Regions from separate parts of the Zea mays genome. Here region 2 is linked to region 1. Evidence: chromatin contacts called from public Hi-C data. All regions are on one chromosome and are shown on one strand. Each heading gives the region's core, a stretch centred on a gene start, on an enhancer-like site or on the middle of the called end of the contact. The rest is flanking DNA. Distances are from core to core; before and after follow the strand shown.

Region 1 (7,593 bases), core at 3,061-5,560:
TTAGCACCAAACAATAATTTCAACATTCCAAATAATAATTTCAACATTCCAAAACAATAATTTCAACATTCCAAACAATAATTTCAACATTCCAACAACATAAATAGATAACATTCCAGGCTTACAACAACATTTCACCATAGTGACATAGTCCATAGCAAGTAGTAGAAGTAGCAAAGACAGTACAATACATCATAAAACATGTTCTTGGAATGAAATTACAGTCATACATAGTTTCCAAATGCAACAACAAATTATTATAATGAGCATGGTTGAATGGCATTCAACTTCATTTGACATCTTGTGAATTTTCCTTCAAATATCTTCATTTGGCATCATGGAGAATCCAAAAGAGAGTTCCTACAATGATATATAATTAGTTATAGATATATCATGAAGTCATGGTAATTATCAGAAAAGAATATGCTAGTTCTTACAACGTACCACAAGTTCTTCTTGTATACCTTCAAGACAAGTCCACAAACCCATATAATCTTCTTTTCCTACAATAAGTGAGAGTACAACAAATGAGAGTAAACTGAAATCAAAACATACAAGTTACAACGACATACAATATTTTTAAAGATGTATTGTTTGTACCTTTTGCTTGACCAACACAAAGTCAATTTTGTGCACACATCAAAACCTCTAAAGTTTTGGGAGTAAGTCGACTTCGATGATCACTTAGCACTCTACCACTAGTACTAAAAGCAGACTCCGAAGCGACAGTTGTAACAGGAATAGCAAATATGTCACGGGCTATCATCCTTAGAGTAGGGTACCGTATCCCAAAAATTTTCCAATAGCCTAATATATCAAATTCTTTTGACGTGGGAATACGACCTTCATCCACATAAATATCAAGCTCAGACTTAGCCTTTTCTTCATCACTGCACATGTCATCGAGCTCTTCTTCCATGGCAGAGAACAACTCATCCGTATATGTAGAAGCATTAGAAACACAAGATGATGATGCATTTTGTCCACCACTAGTAATAGGTTTAATGCATTTGTTGTTGTACTCTCTAATCAGTTCATCAAATAATTTCCTCACATTTTCTATCTCTAGCATTGCTCTACTTTGTGCACCAAATAGACGTGTATAACATGCTTTCAACATTCCAAATTTGAATCTTGGATCAAGAACAACAACAATAGCCATTAGACCATGAATGTCAGTCCAATATTTATCAAATTTTGTAATCATACGACTTGACATGGACTTGATTAACTCATCATCTCACTCTAGCCACTTGCTCGTGTGTCCTCTAATTGCACATATCTTTGGAAAGAAGTCATTAGCTGTTACATATTGTGTTCCAAAAAACAATTCGGTAATTTCATAGAACAATTTCAACCTATCGCAAACTTCACTAGCAAACTTCCATTCATCCTCACTTGGAGAAAAATCATAAGCTCTTTCACATTCAGCCAAACGATCAAAAGCCTCTTTGTAACAAGTAGCAACACTGAGCATGATATAAGTAGAGTTCCACCTAGTTTTTCAATCAAGTGACAATTTCTTGTTGCATTCAACATTAACTTGTGCAGCTATTTCTTGGAATCTCTCATGTCTTTTAAGAGTAGCATACAAAAATGTAACACTATTTCTAATCTTTTCAATCCCACTACCCATTACTTCCAAACCATCTTTGACAATTAAATTTAATATGTGCGCGGAGCAACGCATATGCAACAACTTGCCACCCAACAAAGGTTTCTTTCCTCTCAACTTTCGATTCATCAATGTGATGGGTGCATCATTAGTGGAACAATTATCAAGGGTTAAGGTAGATATGTTCTTATCATTGTGCCAATCCATTAGACATTTCATAAGAACATCACTAAGTGCTTCAGCAGTATGTGGAGATGGAACATAAATGAACCTACATATAAAAATACAGGCATACAACATGTATATCAATTAATAGCTAAAGGACAGCAGGATTCCTCTTTCGATAGATGCATGTCTCTAGACGGGCTTTCAAATCAGATGTACCATTCTTTGATACACCCGAAAGCTTCTTTGAACAATAATTACACTTTGCCTTCCAAACATCTCCAACCTTTACCCTCTTGAATTCACTCCACACTGCAGATTTCAATTTTCTTTTTCTCCCATTTTCTTCTACTTCTACTTCATCCTCATCCTCATCACCATCTTGTTCAACATTAATCACATTCTCCGGAAGCCCACTTCCACCCTCAACAGATGCTTGAGATGAGGGAGGTTGAAATTGAGTGTTGCTATTTTCGTTGGGAGTTGACATCACAATCTGTATAAACAGAGAAGGCCTAGTGTGGGCAGCAAACAAAAAAAAGCAACGCCTCTAGTGTGATGTGTCCTTGTGTGCAAGGGCAAACAAATGATGCAAGGGCAAAAGCACTAACCTGGACTGACCATAGAACTGTAGAAGTAGTGTGCTATCACTGTGTGCCTAGGCAGCCTGGCGGACGGCTGCAAGCCAGCAACTGCCTGCGCCCTGGGCGGACGGCCGGACGCGGACCGCGGAGGCGCGGAGGCGCGAACAACGCCCGAGGGAGAGGCGGGGGCTCGGGGCGGGGCGGGGCGGCGCGCTCAGATCGGTCCTGTCGCCTGTGTTTCCTCGCTGCTTCCGGGATCTGTTGGAGCGGTGGAGCACTGTAGCCTGGCGGCTAGGGTTAGGACTTGCTGCTCGCTGGATGCCGGATTGAAGAGGCTGGGAGCCTAGGACTGGGACGCTGGGTCAAGGACTCACGGCCCACGGGGCTGGCCGGCTGGCGCATGGGAGAATATGATCTGGGTCCACATGTCATATGCCCAACGGGTGACGGATATGGATAGCATATATCCATACCCGCGAAATTAATAACCGCGGATACTATATAATATCCATACCCGTACCCGCAGATACGAAAATCCACCATATCCGTACCCGACGGGTAAAACCCACTGCCATCCATAAGCACCACCGTTCGACGCGGAGCAGAGCGCGAGCCATGCAACAGAGCATGGTCATGGGGAGGCAGGCGCAGAGCACGCAACACACTACCGCACACTCCACCACCACCGCCGCTTCTCGATCTCTGTATGCACACATGATCTCAAGGAAGGGTGTTGGTTTGCCATTCAAACGAAACAATGGAGGAGACATGAATGAAGCGTTGCTGAGAAGGCAAAAGCGCACTGATGGTAGTCGATGTCCTCGGCGATGTGCTTAACCTGGACGGTGGGGACGTGGTCCATGAAGTTGTCGGTGGTGACGACAGCGAGCACGTCCTCGATGGTGAACTCAATGGACCTAGCAGGCGCGTTGAAGCAGAAGCTGAAGAGCTGCATCCCCGTGTTGACCTCCCACAACTTAGCAGTCTGATCGATCGATGGATCTAGTGAGCACGCAGCACGACATCACACACTCCGCCATCGTCGCGCCGCTCCCGGTGGCGTCCTGGGGGGGCACTGTCGAGGACACGCCGACCCCGCACAGGCCACCGCCGCGGCGCACTTCGCCACCACCGCACCGCTCCCGGTGGCGTCCTCGGGGGCGCTGCAGGGGACACGCCGGGCTCGCGTGGGTCGCCGTCTCCTCCCTGTGAAGGGGTTGCAGCACCGCCATGTGACGCGGAGCGGAGAGCACGCCATGCAACAGAGCATGGTCACGACAAGGTAGGCGCAGAGCACGCAACACACTGCCGCACACTCTGCCACCGCCGCGCCGCTCCCGATGGCGTCCTCGGGGGGCGCTGCCGAGGACACGCCGGGCCCGCGTTGGCCTCTTCTTCCTCCCCGCGAAGGGTTTGTGGAGAAGGCTCCACATGTGTTGAGAGGCACACCGCTCGAGAGGACGATGAGAAGGAGACTAATGTTTCACATGCGGTTGTGGGATTGAGAGGCGTGGTGACGCAGATTGATTAAGGGAAAATCGAGGTTTTTTAGTGACATAGCACAACCATCAAAATTGGTGATTTAATATAATAGAGATAGATACAGAGAAGAGATAAAGATAGAGATTTATTATTTAACCAATTGTAAAATATATATTATGTTTTTTTACTCTTAATATTATCAAAATAGTTTAAACCATAGTAGGAAGTTCCACGTCGGACGGTCGGGGCACCCATGGCCCTCCACGCAGTTTGTCCAATAAATTATCGCCACGTCACCAAGAGACCAGCGGGCAGCGGCTGCGGCTCTCACCGCAACGCGAGCCCAAAGATCCACGCAGAATGACATGTGGGCTTAATACAGCGTGCTGCCTTGGTAGGCCACCTACACGGCAGGCCAGACCCCACCGCGCACGAAACGATCCATGTTCTAACAGGAGGAGTGCACAAGAGGGGCCTCCGCCTCCCCTGCCCCCGCTTGCTATCGCGCGCCAGATCCCGATCTCGCCGCGATCCATGGCGTCGTCGCCGCAGCAGCCGCCGCCGTTCGCCACGCAAAACCCTACTGCGCAGGGTCCAGGCCAGGGGCCTCCAGTCTCGGGGACGGGGGCACTCCCCGGGGCGTTCTCCAATCTCCAGATCTCCCGCGGCGCGGCCCCGCCGCCCGGTGCCCCGCGGGGGCTCACGCCTCAGCAGGCACCGCCCGCCTTCGCCGCGCTTTCGGGTCCTCCACCGGCTGCAGCCCGGCCCTTCTTCCCTGGCAGCCCGCCCGCACCGCCGTTCGTGCGGGCGCCGACGGCGGCAGCTTCCGTCTCGCCGCCCTTCGGCGGACAACCGGGGGTAGTGTCCCAGCAGCCGCCACCGTTTGGGGGACCTCCAGGTGCGGCGTCTCAGCCGCCGCCGCCGTTCGGTGTTGCCCCCGGGGTGGTGTCCCAGGCGCCGCCTCCGTTCGGAGGCCCTCCTACTGCGGCGTCGCAGGCCCCTCCTCCGTTTGGAGGCCCTCCTGCCATGGCATCGCAGGTGCCTTCGCCCTTTGTTGGTCACTCTGTTGCTGCGTCTCAGGCAGCACCGTTCGGCGTCCCCCCTGTTGCGGGGTCACATCCTCCGCCGTTCGGTGGGCCTCCTGGAGCAGGGCCTCATCCAGCACCGCCACTACGGCAGACATTCCCTGGCCAGTCTGGGCCAATGGCATCCGCGGCAGCTTGGACGCAGCCAACACCACCTAGCTTTGGAGCCCCGCAACAATCTCCACCACCATTCAGTTCGCGGCCAGTTGGGCAGCCGCCCTTTGCTACGCAATCAGCGCCTGTGGCACAGCAGCTGCCCTTCATGGGGCCACCCAGGGCAAATGCCCCGGCGTTTGGGCCTCCATCCTGGCAAACTCAGGTGATCTTGCTAGTTCTATCGCAAAAGTTTAGTTTTTTCTCTTTTTGTGAGGGAGTGAGTGACACTGGGAAGTGGTGATGGTTTAGACTTTTTGTGGTGTTTCCAATCTCACATACCCAATGATTTTGTCTGAATGTTTATTTGCTAGATATTTTAATTGGGTTGTCTGATATGACATATGAGCCTTATGTTGATTGATTGAACCTGTAATCATGTGCCATAGATATTGGATTTTCTATTAAATCATATTCTGATGGCCCATAATTTGTTAAGGACTCCAAAGTTCTGTGTTGCTTATATTTCCATAATTATTTGTTTGGCCTAAATAGCATATATGTGGATTCTTGGCATACATGGTTGTTGTGATTACTAGCTTAGAAGTTAGAAGTAATACTCTTGTCAGTATGATGTGAAAAATTAGAAACTTAAATTATTGAAGTGCATGATTTCATAGTGTAAGCAGCGAATAACTGAATCTTGAACTCCTGTGATTCTAGGAACCATTGAAGTTTGACTTCTGAGTTCTGACATGCTGCATGAAATTATTTGTAGGGAGCTGGGTCTGGTGCAATGCAGCCACCTATGAGAATGCCAGGCATTCCTGGTAGCATGCAGCCAAACACACTAGGACCCCCTGGCACCCCGACTATGACTTATTCTCCACATGCTGGAACACAGGTATCAACCCCATCCAAAATTGATCCCAATCAAATTCCACGGCCTATGCCTGAATCATCAGTCATCATTTATGAGACCCGTCAAGGTGGCCAAGCAACCATCCCCCCGGTATGTCTTGAAGCTATAATTGTGTAAATGGTGTCCATTTTCATTCATATTTTGTTCCATCCCAAAACTGTTCTTGCTTCATAAAGAGTAACTTATTCATCACAGGCTGCATCTAGTGAATTTATTGTGAAGGACACTGGGAACTGTAGCCCCCGTTTAATGCGCTGCACTGTGAATCAAGTAACATTGTTTAATTGTTATTGCTTGTAATTCTCTGGCGTCTTTGTTTCTTTGTAATCTGCTGCTAATACATGTTCTACTTCTACCAGATACCTTGTACCGGTGATCTCTTGATGACTTCGGGTATGCCTTTAGCTCTGATGGTTCAACCTTTTTCTCTTCCTCACCCATCCGAGGAACCTATTCAGGTATTTTTTTGTCATTTCTTGTACCTAGGCAAATGCTGCACATGTTCAGGAAACTTTTCAGATCATTGACTGATTTTATTGGTAAATAAGTACAACTGTTGATTTCAGCAAACTTTTTAGATAAATGACTGAGTTGATAGGTATTATAATAAGTGCAACTGTTATTTTTTTCCTTTAAAGTGTTATCGAACCAATTAAATTTACAGAAATGCATTGGGATGATAATGCCACTAAAGGATGCAATACATGCATAATTGAATTAAATCTTCTAATCGAAATGAACAAATTTTATCTGAAAGGAACTTTTGTGGACTGTTGTTCTTATCTTGAAGAAGAGTAGTTTTGCTATGCCCTATGTGCTTCAACATAAAATGTTTTGCTATATATTGTTGTACATTACAATCATAAGCTATCTAACTTGCATACTTCACTTGCAAGAGAGTATTGCCACTTTTGCTCAGGTAATGCCAGTGCCGAGATCTTGTAAGTTATATGTGGCTATAATGAGTCAACAGAGGTCCTTTGGCTTCTGGTTAAAAGACAAGCTTAAACAAACAACCTACTTTTGAAATGGCTTAAGCCAAAAGCTGCATTTGTACTAGGATCCAATAGCAGTTCTAAAGAGGTTTTACTGGCAATTGAGGCCCTGTTTTGAGGGGTATCACACATATTACCTGTTCCATTAATTCAGAAGAAAATTCACAAAATACAGTCTTTTTAACTTTTCAGGCAGCCATAGAAGCCAGCAAAGGTCCAAACAAACAGTCCTAAGTGATCCACTGTTAATTGTCCCTCATTTCGGCACATTCACCCAGTGTTCTACAACCTATTACAAAGACAACCTATTTTGTGCAGGATCTCTTGTTCGGAAGCGGTGATATATATTAAAATATATGCATATAGCTACTCTAGGTATGACTGCCCACGTGTTAGGTCGAATATGTGCCTGTAAGATCACATTTAATGCCGGATTGCTGTTGTTATCCCTCCGTAATACAACCGCTATATTGGCTACTGGGGTAGGTGTTATAACCTATGACATCGATCTTAGTGATGCGGTCTTGCTGTCCATAGGTGATTGGTCGCCGGTACTGTTTCTTGTGTTTTATCATACTTCTAGGTATCACATGCATGTGTCCGCGTAGTTACAGGACCGGTGCGTGCACTGTTTAGTGGTCTCAAGTGCCTT
Region 2 (7,593 bases), core at 3,289-5,788, 150 kb before region 1:
TCCAAGCACTTCTATCCAAACACAACTCCTTTGGGATATTCCATTCATTGAAGTCCCTATTTGATAGCCTCCTCCTATGTCATGTTTGGCCGCCCACTACCTCTCTTCGCATTATTGTCCCGTTTTATGATGCCTCTGTGCACCGATGCCTCTAGGGGTCTCTGGTGAATATGCCCAAACCATCTCAACCGGTGTTGAATAAGCTTCTCTTCAATTGGCGCTACTCCTAGCCGATCGTGTATGTCATCGTTTCTCACTCGGTCGAATCTTGTGTGCCCACATATCCAACGCAACATATGCATCTCTGCGACACTTAGTTGTTGGATATGTCGTCTCTTAGTAGGCCAACACTCAGCCCCATATAACATAGCAGGCCTAATCGTCGTCCTGTATAACTTGTCTTTCGGCTTTTGTGGCACTCTCTTGTCACATAAGACTCCTGATGCTTGACGCCATTTCATCCACCCCGCTTTGATCCTATGACTAACATCTTCATCAATATCACCATCTCTCTGTAGCATCGATCCCAAATAAAGGAAGATGTCCTTCTTGGGTACTACATGGCCTCCCAGGCTTATATCTTCATCCTCACTAATTGTAGTACCAAAGTCACATCTCATATAATTGATTTCAGTCCTACTAATTCTAAAACCTTATGACTCTAGGGTCTGACGCCATAACTCTAACTTTCTATTTACTCCTTCCCGACTTTCATCTACTAAAACTACATCGTCAGCGAAAAGCATACACCAAGGGATATCTCCTTGTATATCCCTTGTGACCTCATCTATCACTAAGGCAAATAGATAAGGGTTCAAAGCTAAACCTTGATGTAGTCCTATGTTAATCGGGAAAACATTTATATCACCATCAGTTATTCGAACGCTAGTCACAACCTTGTTATACATGTCCTTGATGAGCTTAACATACTTTGTTGGGACTTTATACTTGTCCAATGCCCACCACATGATATTCCTAAGTATTTTATCATAGGCCTTTTCCAAGTCAATAGAAACTATGTGCGAGTCCTTCTGCTCCTTATATTGCTCCATGACTTGTCTTATTAAGAAAATTGCTTCCATGATTGACCTTCTGAGCATGAATCCAAATTGGTTCATGGTGATATGCGACATTCCTCTCAGGCGATGCTCAATAACTCTTTCCCATAGCTTCATAGTGTGGGTCATGAGCTTAATCCCTCGAGAGTTGGAACAACTTTGAATATCTCCCTTGTTCTTGAAGATTGGTACTAATGTACTCCTCCACTCATCGGCCATCTTATTTGATCAAAAAATATGGTTGAACAACTTGGTTAGCCAAACTATAGCAATATCCCCAAGACATTTCCACACCTCTATTGGGATACCATCCGGGCCCATCATCTTGCACACTTTCATCCTCTTTAAGGCTTCTTTGACCTCTAACTCTTGGATCCTGCGTACAAAGCATCTATTTAAATCATCAAAGGAGTCATCCAACTGAGTGTCCATAGTCTCATTCTCACCATTGAAAAGATTGTCAAAATACCTGCGCCGCCTCTGTTTGATGTCTTGTCCTTTCACCACGAGTTGATCCATCTCATCCTTAATGCATTTAACTTGGTTGAGGTTTCTCGTCTTCCTTTCCCGAATCTTAGCCATATTATAGACATCCTTCTCTCCTTATTTTGTACTTAGTCTTCAGTAAAGATCATCATAGGCTCGACCCTTTGCCTCACTCACAGCTCGTTTTGCAATCTTCTTTGCCACCTTATACCTCTCTATGTTGACTACGCTCCTGCATGAAACAAGCTCTTGTAACATTCTTTCTTCTCCTTTATTGCCTTTTGAACGTCCTCGGTCCACCACCAAGTATCTTTAGGTTCACCTCTGCTCCCTTTGTTCACTCCAAACACCTCTGATGCCACCTTCCTAATACAAGTTGCCATCTTCACCCACATGTTGTTTGCATCTTCTTCTGCGGACCAAGCACCCTCCACAATAACTCTTTCCTTAAAAACTTTGAATGTCTCCCCTTTGAGTTTCCACCACTTCATCCTCGCAAATTTGACTTGTTTAGACCTATGGGTACGGATCCGAAAACGGAAGTCAGCCACCACAAGTTTACGTTGGGGCACAACACTCTCTCCAAGTATCACCTTACAATCCAAACATGCTTGTTTATCTTCTCTCCTTGTGAGAACGAAGTCGATCTGGCTCAAACGATGGCCACTGCTAAAAGTCACCAAATGAGACTCTTTCTGAAGAAAGTGTTGGCTATCACTAGGTTGAAGGCTATAGCAAAGTACAAAACATTCTCTCCATCTTGATTCCTACTACCATACCCGAAACCTCCATGAGCTAGCTTATAACCTGCATTTGTTGAACCTACATGACCATTGAGATCTCCTCCTATGAAAAGCTAACCATGTCATCTAAGTCTTCCCAGAACTTCCTCTTCTCGCTCTCACTGAGACCAACCTGAGGGGCATTATATCTAATCACTTGACCAAAACTTATAGAACATTAATCAGCATGTCCAACTACACGGAACACTTGGATTAGATTGACTATCTAATGGTAGCCCCACATAACAGGCAAAAGCAATCAATTAGTCCAACTTAGAGTATTTAGAGAAAAACACAACAGATAGGTGATTGAATCAACACAAGAATGTTACTTCCATTTGCCGCAAAAAATAGTGTGCGGGCAACTGCCAAAACAGATTGAAGGATCCACAAAAAGAACAAAGTTTGTGGTAAGACATGCACAAGATAAACCATTTTAGAAAAATATATACCTTTCATCATGCCAGAATGAATTTGTGTCTAATTCTGGCAGCACCAGTGTAGCATTCATGATCCGTGCAGCAACAACAGCATTACATATCTACAGAATCAAAACAGCAGTGATCTCAAATGCCTTAGCAATGTTACCATGAATATAAAAATTGCACGATGAATCATGCCGCCTTAGAGATAAGTTTCTTGTCTTAATCATACTGCACTACGTTGTTGGTTCAAGCCACCATTGCACCGGACGCGCAAGTAGCCATTGCTCTCAGATTCAGTTGGTGGGGCTGCAAGCAGAGAGATACCATGTCAGTATATCCATTTACAGATGGTATGCAACTGGACAGTAACTGCCGGTAGGATACAGTGACAAACTTACGAGGCCAGTAGGTGCGTGGTGCAGAAGATGCTCTCCAACCATTTGAATCTGCAGTTCTCCACAACTTATTTACATCAACATCCTTGAGTAGTAGCAGTGATGTCAGTACAAAAAATAACTGATAGAAAATCCAAGTAGTGAATATACATTTAATTTCGGTACTACAGTCCAATTCCACACATTCAACAAAGCTTACGTCAGATGAATTTTAATTGAAAAGGAACTGAAGTGCCAAAAATCTCAGTGTATGAAAATAGGCCATTTATCTATTACATTATTCCCGATCTGTTGAGTATAATATTTTTAATGTGACACTACTTAGGGAGTCTTTTGCCATCATGTTCTGGCCGAAGTATAACTAACCATTTCCACAGAGAAGGCGATCCACCCTTACCAACTAAAATGCATGTGCTTTCTGCACAACTTCATCATGCCAAATCACATTAAGTACTAAATGCATTGCAGTTTTAGGTCCCATGCCTCATTATTTTATAAGAAATTTAATCTATGAAAACAACCAGCTGAAATGTCCTCATCCGAATATCGATCAAGGTTTACACAATATTGCCCATGTTTTGTGCAGCGCCTAGAGAAATGCACAATTTGCACTGAAACCGCCAACTTGTTCTAGTTTACTGCAGCAAATACATTGTTTGATATATTTAAAAACAAGACTTAGACAAAATTATTAACAATACGCTGTCTACAAATTAATGCAACTTCCATCTGATTTGATCTTCACTAGGGATGCAGATTTGTTGTGTCCAATGTGCTAATCTGCATTCATTAATGAGGCTCCAAGCAGCTTCCAAACACAATGTAGCATGCATCTAACTTAACCAGTGTAAAGAGCTCCCAAATTGCTTACGAGCAAACAGGAACGGGACAACCACATCAACGCCTTCCCTGCCTTCACTCCCACGCCAGGCAGTGCATACAGCAGACGGGAAACGGAGAGGTACAAACCAGAAAGCAGGCGCGGGCGAGGCGAGCGCACCTGGACCCTGTAAGAGGCGCCCAACAGGCCGACCGAAGAGGAGGAGAAGAGGCACACGGTGCCGACCACCAGCGCCGCCACTGCCACCCAAAGCCGCGCCGGCCCGCGCCGCCGGCGCAACGATGCCTCGCTGCCCAGACCCCTGCGCGGTCCGACCAGACCATACCAAATCAAATGATCTGAAGAGAAGTCGAGAAAAAATTGGAGGAATAGCCGGTGGGAGCGAGCGAGCAGCTCACCTGCGCATCGGGATCGCGTGGCGTGTTAGGGTTTGAGCGCTGATGCCGGGACTGAGGAAGAGACAGAGTGAGGACTCAGATCTGGCTGCGAGCGGAGTAATGGAGTTGCGCGTGGGCGTGGCCCCGGGATCGCGCGGCGCGCAGATTTCCTTTTTTTTATCGAATATTTGTCGTCTTCATTTTTAAACTAAATAACGATAGATAAAAAAGAACGGGATGAATATTTTTAAACTAAATAACAATAGATAAAAAAGAACAGATTGAATATTATGGAAATCCACACGTTGGGTTTCACAAAAATAAGATAAAAGGTGTCAATTGTTAAAATAGAAAGGAAACATATCTTCTTTTTGCCATAATAGAAATATACCATCAGTTGCGTCATTATCTTTCCTTTCTTAAACCTTTTCAGTTGTTATTCACTTGACGTAGAGTGTTGCGGCGTCAATCCTTTCTCTTCTCGTGGCCTAGTTTCTCTTCCCTCTTTTCCCATTGCTGGTGAACCCTAGTCGTCGTCTCCATGTCGGATCCCGCGCCCGAGCATGCCCACGCTGGTGGTGAGGTAGTCGCGTGTCCTTGTTGCTCAGGTCTTCCAGGTACATGTTGTTGGCGTCGAAGAACTCGATGCATCGCCATGTCAAGTATTCTATAATAATATTCTCCAATCCACTAGGCTTAGGACTGCTTGAACATCATGTAGCAAACATATCTCTTTTGTAGCTGTTGTGGGAGGATTGAGTGTGCAATATGTTGTCATTTATTGTAGATCAGTAACTAACATAGTGACATTGCATTTTGTTGCAGCATAGCGTTGATTACCTTACTCATGTGAACATTAAGAACTCTCTGTGCTATGTCATACAAGAGATGAGGCGTCAAACTTCTCTCTTACACGACGTGTCAAGGTTGTGCTCCATGCCTGATAAAGTGCAAGGTCTGAAGGCAAAAAAATGTTGTGAATCATCTTGACCATATATGTAAAATGCTTGAGAAAGCTACTTTAGTTTGCCAACGAGATTTAGGCACAATCACTTCTTCGGTGGTCTTTGAGTCAATAGATCCTCGCACCAAAGAAGGTTACATTGAAGATGGTTACACTTTAGATGACTGCGCCGAAGAAGGATACAACGAAAACAATTATGATTTTGAGTCGAAGAGTTTGTGGGAAATGATTTTTTAGGCTCAAGATTTTTGGGAGAACCTTGAAGTTCCTAGCATGCCACATCATTCTGAGGATATGGGTTGGGATTTCGAAGAATGGTGGGATCGTACCATGTGAAGCATTTCAAAGTGAGAGTTGATGTTAGTTGTTGTTATTTAGTAATAACTAATGTAAGATTTGTCTAAGTCAGACTTGTTGTTAATTTAGGTGTGATTAGGTCACACTTTATGTAAGGCTTTGTAAGCAAGAACCCTTGACTTTATGTAATGTTGTTTTAGTAAGACTTCATCTATTATGTTTGTTATATTCGACTTGTCTATGAGTCTGTAATAGCATGTTGAAAATTGCAATATGTATACTTTTTGCAATACAATGTTTATGTCCACACAAACATTCAATCTGACTAGGAGCATTTGACTGAAATTGTCAACATAAGAAGGCCCTCGCCTTAGTTTTAGCATAGCACTATTCAGTTTCATTTTCAGTGACACATTTGAAACAGTAGCCCCTCGCAAATATGGCCATGCATTTTCACAAACTTGATACACATATTCAATTCACATAATGAATAGGAACATGTTTAGTTCACATACTTTATGCACATAGTAGTTCATAGATTTGATACACATAGCAGTTCACAAACTTGATACACACATTTAGTTCATAGATTTAATACACATAGTAGTTCACAGACATGATACACACATTTAGTTCACATATTTGATGCACATAGCAGTTCACTAACTTGATACACACGTTCAGTTCACAAATTTGATACACATCGAGTTCACAGACTTGACACACATTGATTTAGTTTATTGATTGGTAGATGGGATAGTAGATAGATCTGTCACTCGCCCTCCCTTGGAGGCTCTGAGCTGCACTCCTTTGATCTATTTTTTGCTTGCCTCAACCTAGGACTCTTTGTCTTTATAGATCATGTGCCTAACAAACTCCCTAAAAACTTATCTAAATAACAAATCCTATCTTATCTATGAACTCTATCCTAATCTTATTTTTTAACTAACTCTATCCTAACTAACTCCATCCTAATTGTTCTGCGCAGTCCAATAGGTCCTGCCCATAACACTAACACACCCTTTTTCTAGCAGCTCACCATCGAGCTGCAATGCCTCCTATTCATGATTAACAAAGGTGGCCTCGCGTTAGGCGAGGAGGGTGCAGTGGAGGCCTGTGTGAGGGAGAGCGATGCACATTGAAGCCCGCAAAGACGCCATCCTCAATTCCTTGTTCCTACTCTGTGGTAGCTTGGGGTGTTGTGGTCTTCATGTTGATCGCGGAGGCATACATTGGTGGAAAACGCCCACCTTGGGTAGCTGCCTGCGACTGGATCAGGGGTGACATCACCAGAGGTGATGCTAGGCAATGTTGCTGCTGACAATATCTGTTGCAGTATTGTTCACGCGTGAACAGTAGTCGCAGGTGAACAGTACGACGTCTGTCTGATTTTGGATTATGGATGGGAGGAGATGGGATCTTATATCTGGATTAGATTAGAGGTGGGAATTTGTGGACTAGGATCGAAGGCTCCGGATACCAAATGATATAGTTTATTAATTGGTAGATGTGATAGCAGATAGATATGTGAACATTAAGAACTCTCTGTGCTATGTCATACAAGAGATGAGGCGTCAAACTTCTCTCTTACACGACGTGTCAAGGTTGTGCTCCATGCCTGATAAAGTGCAAGGTCTGAAGGCAAAAAATGTTGTGAATCATCTTGACCATATATGTAAAATGCTTGAGAAAGCTACTTTAGTTTGCCAATGAGATTTAGGCACAATCACTTCTTCGGTGGTCTTTGAGTCAATAGATCCTCGCACCAAAGAAGGTTACATTGAAGATGGTTACACTTTAGATGACTGCGCCGAAGAAGGATACAACGAAAACAATTATGATTTTGAGTCGAAGAGTTTGTGGGAAATGATTTTTTAGGCTCAAGATTTTTGGGAGAACCTTGAAGTTCCTAGCATGCCACATCATTCTGAGGATATGGGTTGGGATTTCGAAGAATGGTGGGATCGT

What was found. Hi-C and Micro-C count contacts between places; a contact is called where the count stands out from the background.
Region 2: a contact with region 1 is called in a Hi-C map of leaf, with 6 times the contacts expected there. The contact joins the promoter of LOC100284741 here to the promoter of LOC100382471 in region 1. A contact is called at or near these places in 7 of 25 Hi-C or Micro-C datasets (ear, endosperm, leaf and 2 more).

What each region holds. Positions count from the first base shown.
Region 1 is chr4:21,119,880-21,127,472 of Zm-B73-REFERENCE-NAM-5.0, reverse strand. It overlaps LOC100382471 (Protein transport protein Sec24-like CEF), which reads left to right and starts at 4,310. Exons shown (of 23, transcript NM_001175211.1): 1 at 4,310-5,250; 2 at 5,803-6,036; 3 at 6,142-6,216; 4 at 6,306-6,404. The coding sequence starts at 4,381.
Region 2 is chr4:21,269,912-21,277,504 of Zm-B73-REFERENCE-NAM-5.0, reverse strand. It overlaps LOC100284741 (O-fucosyltransferase -like), which reads right to left and starts at 4,538. Exons shown (of 9, transcript NR_182110.1): 1 at 4,386-4,538; 2 at 4,147-4,288; 3 at 3,150-3,231; 4 at 2,981-3,057; 5 at 2,779-2,867.